Linked DNA regions of Zeugodacus cucurbitae: region 1 is linked to region 2. Evidence: chromatin contacts called from public Hi-C data. All regions are on one chromosome and are shown on one strand. The core of a region is the stretch at or near the end of the contact, and the rest is flanking DNA. Distances in the headings are between cores, read along the strand shown.

Region 1 (4,749 bases), core at 1,783-4,282, 150 kb before region 2:
AAATGCATAATTTTTCACCAAAATTTCGTCTAACAATATATTTAAAATATTTCTATATTAAACAATATATTTATTTGCTTTTACAACGAAAATATAATATTTGTTTTAGTTTAAAAAAATATCTGCCTTAATTTCTTTCTTTTCTATTATCTCTCATTGAATTATATAAACATTAATACACATATAAATTAATTTTATTTTCTCCAATATTATACCTTTACTCAATATATTTATTTTTTCATTATACACGACTTTCAATTTCTTTAAAGAACAAATAATGAAATGTCTTTTTAAGAAACTCTTTGCTTTACTTTTTAAAATTCCTATCAACTATTAAGCCACATCTTACATCATTTCTCCACATTTAAAGAACCCACACTTTTTCCTTTAATTTTTTCAATAGCAAGTCATTTAAGTCATTTAATAAAAATAATTTACATAAACACATGTGTTTGTATACAAAAGATTAACTTCTTTTTTTTTATTGGGAACGCGATACCTGCTATGCTGTAGAGTGCAATAACCTTAAAGTTAATCGGCAGCTCGACCGCACAGCATTAATTTATGCGCGAATCCCAATGTGTGACAAATGAGCGAAGTTGAAGTGATTTTATTGTATTATTTATTTATTTTTTATCATTTATGTTTTGTATAAATACATATACGAACAAACATATGTATGTATTTATGTTGAGTTGCTCGGTCACTTGTTTAACAAACTGTGGATTAATGCCAAAAATAAAAGCTTATAAATGGTGAAATGCAAATTTCACTAAATGAAAAAATTAAATAATCACTACATATAAAAGCAACAGCTAAAGAAATAGCGAGGAAAAAAAAAACATTGGCACTTGCCGGCGTTTGACCCGCGGCTAGAAGAATTTCGGACAATGACATTTCGATACAAGCAAGCGCGACGAACCGTGAAGTTGGCAACACACAAAGCAGATAGTAAAGTAGAAAAATAGAAAATAAATAAAACGAAAAAATCTATTTAGTAACAAATAATATGCAATTGAATTGTATTTAAGGCAATAGAAGTCAAATTGCAATCGCTTGGTATATATAAATGCAGTAGATACGTTTAAAAGCGCACAGTAACGATTTTATTTTGCTATTTACTTTATTTTTATTTAATTTTATCTACTTTTATTCTATTTTATTTATTTTTACTTAATTTTTTCTTTATTTTACTGCCATTTCCAACTAAATCGAATAATTGTATGCAAAACGTCAGCGCACCAAAATCCCCGGCAACAGTAATTGCAATAAGAAAATAATGCAATTCAGTCAGCGCTGCAGTAGCAGAGCCACAGCGACGCAACGCACACACACTTCGTGAGTGCGAGCAGCGCAGTCGTTAATTGGTGATAAACGAAATACATTGAGCGCCGCGCATACAACAAAAGAAAGCAAACAAATAAGAAAAACCGAAGAAGCAGTAGAAGTAGAAGTGTAGTAGATGAGTAAAAAAATCCAAACCAAGTAGAAGAAAGCGAAATACAACAGAATGCGCAGAGCGCAAAGAGCACAAAACATAACACAAACGAAATAATGAAAGGCAAACACAGGCAGAGACAGAGCGCGCATCAGGGAGACAGACAGCAGAAAATCAATTTTCAAGTGACGGCAACGTCAACAGCGACCGCAAACGGACGTCAACAACATAACTGCGGCATGGCTTGCCTGGCGTAGCGTCAAAATGTGACGTACATTTGTATTGTATGTATTTATATAGAATGCTTAATGTAAAGCACATAAAATTAGCATTTATTAAAATGGATTTTATTAGCTTAAGCTATAATATAAATTATAGACGGCTGCTTGGATAAATATTAATAATTTGCGTTGATTTGTTAGAAAATAAAATATTTTTAAATTCTTTCATGTAAATGTGCATATAACCAATTAGAAGTGCAACAATAAAGCGCGCTTAGGCATTTTATAGAAATTTTCCAGTCTCACAACACACATTGTTGACGCTAACCGGCGCTACATATAAACACAAGAAGTGGAAAAACAAAAATTTACCTTTTGTTTTTTTTTTGTTGTTTTTTTCTACAGCATTTACAACTCCTTTCCTTTTTGTTTTCTTGACTTCTCGCTGTTGACACTGCTTTATTAATTTTGCTTTATGTGTATTCCACAAACGGCGTCAGACGACTTGTAAAATAATGCACAAAACTCGTATCAGAATCCGGCCAGTATTTTGGAAAAAAAATGTTTTTTTATAACACACACACATACAAAATTACACAAATATCCTTTTAATTGTTGCGTTTATATTTTATATTTAATAATTCTTCTACAACACTTGACACTGAATATTTTTCGTAGCAAAAATTCACTGCACTTCGAGCAATTTTCGGGAAAATCTTTAACACATTAATATTTATTGTAAGCACACACACCAAATAATTTATATAAAAAATTCTGGATTTCTGCAATTACAGCCAAAACACATATAAAATACACGTTTTTTATATTTTTATTTGTTGCTTTTTAAGTTACTTCCTGATTTACTTCGCCGCCGACAGTGGAAAAGTCAGCAGACGCAGCGTCAGAAATGTCAGCGTGCTGCACACACAATTTGTATGCAAATTTGCCAAACTCTAATATTAATGCCGTTATATATATTTCATTAAATATAGTATAATGTTCACATTAGTTAAATTTCTACAATTTTTTCTCATCAACTTTACGTTTTCTCGATCGCTTGTTACTTGTGCACAATCGAATTTTTCACAAACCTCTTTTTCTGCCGCTAAGTTGTTAGACGCGTTGCTTTTCCTTAACACTTTTACACTGCTGTGTTCTTATTTTGCTTAGTTTATTACCGTTTCACTGTACGCAGTTTGCTTAGCAAGTTCTTTAATAATTAGTAAATTATATTGAATTTGGTTATTTTCAAGTATAAATTTTACTTTTTTTTTCAAGAAATTCGCTTTGAAATTATCCGTTGCGCGTTGCAAACGATTCGAACACCACCATTAAATTTTTATGAGTGAATTTGCCAGTTGGACCAGCACCGTTGTTTGGTCACATTCGCGCTGTCTGTCGTCGGTGCGTTCGTGGCCGTCATTCGATTTTTCGCTATTCCTTTGCATATTGCTCTTCGTGCGCCCAAGCAAGCGGCGCGCTGGTATTGTGCGCTCCTTCTAACACACATAGCGTCTCATGGCGGCTTGCTGTCGCTGCTATGCAGTGGTACTGTGCGCTCAAACTCTCAGCTGTTGTTAAATGAGGGAGGCAGCAGCCAGAGAAGAGCACATATGTTGAGTGGTTTTTGTGTGGTGCAGTGAGTATTGTACTTTTGATTTGAGTAAAATTGTATTTTGAGTGGCTAAGTGCTGCTTTGTGCGGCGCAGGCAATGCAACTAGAATTTTTCCGAGTGGATTATATATGTGTGTGAAAAAGTGGCAGTCTGACAGAGTTGCATTCGTTGGTAGGCCGGATGTTTGTGGGCACAATTTGGTAAAAATGAAATTCGTATGATTTACATATACAGTGGAACTTCCCTAACTCGAATCACCATAATCCACAAAAAACTTCGATTTGGAGAGACTTCAAGGTAATTACATCAGGTAATTTGTACGAAATTTGACTTCTATTGCCAATTCAAGAATGCGATTTATGGAGATCTTCGAGTTATAAGAGTTCGAGTTATGGAAGTTTAACTTAATTTTTTTTATTAAATTAAACTGGGTTTTCTATAGCTTTTTCGACATAATATAGTTTTATCATTATTTTAACCATCATAAGTATATATTCTAGGGAAATCTAAAGTGTCGCAACATGGAGCTCTAGTGGTGGAAGTTCGTTTAGACCTATGTATATAATTGCTCGCGTCTGAATCGTTTATATGAAGGGTACCGCCGGTTACTTCTCACTTCTAGCCATCGTGCGATGATTTGCTATCGACTCAGTCGACAGTATTGACCTATTAGATATCGTCCTATAAATGATATGAATCTTTTCCTGCCTGCTTCCGAGTTCGTGCTTGGAAAGCTAGATTAGAAGGTATTCTCTAACTCTTTATCTTCATATTTGTTAAGACCGATAAAAAGAGATCCTAGTTTAAGTTGAGGAATGCACTGGATTGTTCTTATTATAGACGAAGAGAAAAGTCCCGATATAATTTTCAGAAATGCTGCTGAGCTAACAGTCTTTGGCCGAAAAAACTGGGTTCGTTCCTTGTACGTAGATCCGTTTGTTCTGGGAATGGACGGATCAGAGTTGTCATAAGTTCTACTTCATTCTACTAAACTTATGTAATTCCCCACTACACCTAAAGAAATTATTGGTTTAACAGATAGACCTTTATTATTCCGATTAGACCTTATTTGATCTTCGCCTGGTTACTTCTAACTGATATCTTGTTTTTGGAATTTAAGCGAGAGGCAGACAGTTTTTTTTAATCACCTCAGCACCTTTTCATTAAACCGATTTCTAGTATTTCTATATTTATATTATCCAACAAATTGCGGAAAAATCACGCAAAATCACTCTTGCCAACAGATGCTACTTTGGACTGAATAGACAATGTATGTATGTATGTAAAAATGTAAAGTCCACTCTCGACGTACAAAAACCAAACTCAACAAGTTCTTCATCATTCCCGTTCTACTTTATGGAGCAGAGGCGTGGACTATGTCAACATACGATGAGACGGCACTAGGAGTTTACCGCAGACGTTGGAACGATGATCTGTACGACTTGTTCGACGACATCGACATATGTAGTTCCGC
Region 2 (4,500 bases), core at 1,669-4,168:
TTATTCATAAAATACCAATGATTGTTGGGTGTTGGCCTTGTTGGAACAAATTTGGGTCGAAATGGATATCGAAGTTAGAAAGCTCAACAATACTTGGTGCTTGGGTTTTCTGAAGAAGATCTGGAATTCTATCTTTCCTGTGGAAAAAATTGTAGCCGAAAAGGAAAACGAGATTGAAAAGCTGAATAAAACTAGATTTCTGGTTATTCTAAGTAGAGAAAAAGGTTCTCTTCTTACATGCTTTCCCTTAGAATAAGATATTTTAATGAGTTTGGATTCGTCTTTATGAAATATAGATCTGAGAGGTTTATAACAATACAGCGTTTACAATACAGTGTTTACATATATTCTCTCTATCCCTAGTTCTCTCTATCCCTAGATTCCGATAGAAGGATTCCCTCAGTAGTATATCAATGACAAGACTATGTTATACTTTTTGTTCTCTGGAGTTATATATTCTCTCTCCAAATATTTGAGCGATTCTTTCTGATCGGAATTTTATATTTCTTACTTTTCGGAAGCCGAGTAAGGTTGTTTATACAGTTAAGGAACGAGATTATTTAAAAAACGTGTTAGGTTCTGTAACCTTGCTTAAGCATCCTTACTATTCTGAAGCTCTGTTTTAGTTTTTTCTCAAAGGATATATTAATCTGACAATTTTATTAGGTTGGCGATATTTGCCCTTCCGTTTTATTCAATTCTTTATAAAAAGTGTCGCCATGGACAGAAACAGGTGGTAATCACTTGGAGCTATGTCAGGGATATAAGTTGGTGCAATAAAATCTCCCATCCGAGCTCCCGTAGCTTCTGACGAGACATCAACGAAGTGTGTGGTCTGGCGTTGTCCTGGTGGAACACAACACCCTTCCTGTTAACCAAATCTGGACGCTTCTGGTCGATCGCCTGCATCAAGCGGTCCAGTTGTTCGCAGTAGGTGGTAGAATTACCATTCATACCACATGGTCTGGCCATATGGGAGCAGCTGATAGTGGATGATTCCATTCCAATCCTACCAAACACGCAACAAAACCTTCCTGGTCAATCCCGGCTTGGCTACTGTTTGGGATTCACCGGCCTTCGACCACGACCGTTTTCGCTTGATATTGTCGTATGTGATCCATTTTTCGTCGCCAGTCACCATCCGCTTCAAAAGTGGGTCGAGTTCGTTCCGTTTCAGCAGCATATGGCAGGCGTTGATTCGGTCCAGAAGGTTTTTTGTGTATCCAGCCGATGGTTTAAAATGGTTTGGTGACTAACTCCCTCCCTAACTCGATGTTTTTCATGATTTGATCGGTATTCGGGAGATATTTGGCAGCCTAAGATGTTCCTGGCATCCCAATGATATGTAATGAAAAAAGGCCAAATCGCTTCACAACCACGCCTTCGTCCCATATACCATACATTAGATAAAGTAAGCACTAGTGAATATAACGGAACAGAACTTTGAACAAATACTGCATTTATCGTAAGTTACAAGGCCCCAAATATCGAAAATGAGCACCTAATTTTTTTTCTCAAAATATAGGTAAGTCTCTCAGATATTTTGAAGAAATTCGAAGGCAATATTTTTCTTCCAATAATAAATGAGTGAAATCGGGTCATAACTTCCCCTAGCTCGTATATACCTATGATTAGGGTTTTCAAACCACCAATGGTCTTTTTACTATATCTATGCCGTATATGTGGGTGAAATAGCGTGTTATAAATATTAATAATTTTCTTTCTAGCTTCAATAACCAAAATTTCCTACAGGGCTAACTGTAAGCCAGCTGTTGACAATTTGACATTGCTTATCACTGCAATTGCATCTGCATTTTTTCCAAGGGAAAGCCAATTTTATTTTATTTATCAAGGGAAACACATACATACATACATACAAACATTTATGATTGCTGATATGTGAATTTTTTAGACTCTTTTTTTTCAAATAATTTGCGTTGCTTTATGACCTCTACCTTTGTACATAAATATATTTCTATATATCTAGCAAATATACATAGGAAATCACATGTATTATACATATTTACATATATATCTGTCACCTAGACCAATTGCCTTGCGCGCTCCCATTTATATCATTGCCAACGCTTCACTCAGTCAGTCAACAATATTGTTGTTCTTGTGAGTAGTAGTCGAAATCAGCATGCAACCATCATTTTAATAGCATACAATAACAAATTTATTGCGCGAGTCTATAAATATACATACCTGCATATGCATATTTACATAGCTGCAAAGGTATGTCTGTCTGTCTAACAAGGGACGCACACTCTATCATAGACCCCCACAAACGCCAGTGGCTACACGTTGAAACAACGGTAATGACAATCGCACGTCGGCACTTGGCGATATGCAGCGCGGTTCAAATGCTCATGCAACAGCAACAATGATAGGAAAGCGCATTTACGACAGTTATTGAGTCAGATAATTTAATGATATCACTTTATTGGTTGATGAATTTCCCCATGAACTCTAATGGTTATTTTAATGTATGATTTCGGTGGCACACATTTGGTGATACAGTTTTTGACTTCCGGGGTCTACTGATGCTCAAATTATTGGAAAAATCTGAGTTGAGTTGATAAAAAGAACACAGCGGTATTAAAATATAGAGTTACTGAAGAATAGAGAGTGAAGTTACTTCTTACTTACCCTTACTTCTTCAAGAAACTTACTTGACTCGAGTCGCTGTCATAACTTCCAGTTGTCTATCCTTTAAAAGCCAAAACGGAAGATTTAACTATATTTATATTGCTTCAGAAACCTAAATATACAATTGAACTGATCAATTTGATAATTTCTTCCAAATAATTTATAGAACACATCCATATAACCCTGATTGAGCCTCTATCTGAGGTCATTTCCCATCTGAGATCATCTCCTATCAATTTATAAAGCATTATTAACAATCTTCTTTCGTTTGATTTCTCTTCCTTGATCTTCCCTTTACAAAAATTGACAATCTGCCTTCTTTCCAAATCTATATAGATCTATATAGTCCCAACTTCTTAATCTAACCTAAAAATTGGCAAAGAGTATCAATGTACCGATTGAACTACCATTATAATAAATTTGGATTTTTTTAAATGCACCCAATGTATAAAAAATACTTGTTTAAGACTAGTACAATATTTGGAAATTTCTATTTTCACATCCACAAATATTGGCTTTATCTCTCCGATGATCAAATGAGCGCAGAATTTTCATTGAATTTTGAAATACATTGACCCAACAGTGTGGACAACAACATTCATTAGTAATTAGTTCAAAAAATTTTGGTGAAGTACATTTCATTTTCAAAAAAACAAAAACAATATAAAAATGTAAAATAAAACAATAGAACACAACAACCACAAACAATACAATACTTAGTAACACTCACCTAAAAAACAGGTAAACAAACTATTCAATGCTACCAAAATATCATCAATATTTTAATTGATATTTAATGTAGTGGGATTTTTTCAAACTAGCCGAAAATATTTTTTCAACCATTTTGGCACTCAACGAAATTTGTATAAAAGTAAAAAGCATGGCAATTATAAATTCAGTTGTGAATTTGATGGTTTGCGAATAAAGCCTGCTTAAAATAAATATTAAATACAAAAAATATTGTTAACAAAACTAAAATTCGACAAACAAAATATTTATAATATTTAAAATAACAAAAAAATCACTTTTCAAACTTACATTATGTCCAACACACGCGTCGCCCACTCATTGAACTCGCGCATCCTTGTACTACTGCTCCTCACGCTGTCATACGCTTGCAATACAAACGCACAATACGGTTATTATCCGGGTGGTGGTTATGGCGGTTACGGTGGCGGCGGTTATGGCAGCGGTTACGGTGGTCTTGGCTATGGAAGTGGTTATGGCGCTGGCGGCGGCAACGCTTATGGTGGCTACCCCGGCTATGGTGGCTATCAGCAATATCCCTCCTACTATGGTGGCGGTTATGGCAATACGTATCCGTGTTATGGTGGCTACTATTGTAGCGGTGGTTATCCTAGTTTTGGAGGTTATCCATTTTACGGCAATGGCATGAGTGAGTCTATACGTAGTGGTTGACAAAATGTAGTAGAATTTTTGTGCCATTGATTACTACAACCTAAAATCAAATTATGTAGTGTTCTGGACGTGTCTCTTTATTTGATTTTTTTCAGATACCGCATACGCCAGCAGTAGCGGTGGCGGTATGGCCAGCGCATCGGCTAGCAGTGGCGGTGGTGCCGGCTACTTTGGTTAATTGGGGCGCAGAGTGGCAGCAAACGCGACAATATTGCTAGCTTCGTTGCAGAAGTACAAAATTTATACTTGAAATTGTTCAAATTATAATTTAGTTTAAGTTAAATTAATTTAGTTTGTAAATAAGTTGTTATATTGTGCATTAAACTGTGTTGTTTGCTCATGCTCATGTTTAGACTTAGTATTGTAAGTGCTTTCATTGCATGTTGTGGCTAATGGATTGAATTCAATACATTTGTTGTAATACAAGCT

Evidence for each region. Hi-C and Micro-C count contacts between places; a contact is called where the count stands out from the background.
Region 1: a Hi-C map of whole body shows a contact between it and region 2, with 2.3 times the contacts expected there. The contact joins the promoter of LOC105209123 here to the promoter of LOC105210757 in region 2. A contact is called at or near these places in 2 of 2 Hi-C or Micro-C datasets (both in whole body).

The regions. Positions count from the first base shown.
Region 1 is chr4:9,725,486-9,730,234 of idZeuCucr1.2, reverse strand. It overlaps LOC105209123 (poly(rC)-binding protein 3), which reads right to left and starts at 3,032. Exons shown (of 11, transcript XM_011179432.3): 1 at 2,751-3,032.
Region 2 is chr4:9,575,057-9,579,556 of idZeuCucr1.2, reverse strand. LOC105210757 (keratin-associated protein 21-1) reads left to right here and starts at 2,918. Exons shown (of 2, transcript XM_029038011.2): 1 at 2,918-4,048; 2 at 4,131-4,500. The coding sequence starts at 3,694. The coding sequence ends at 4,156.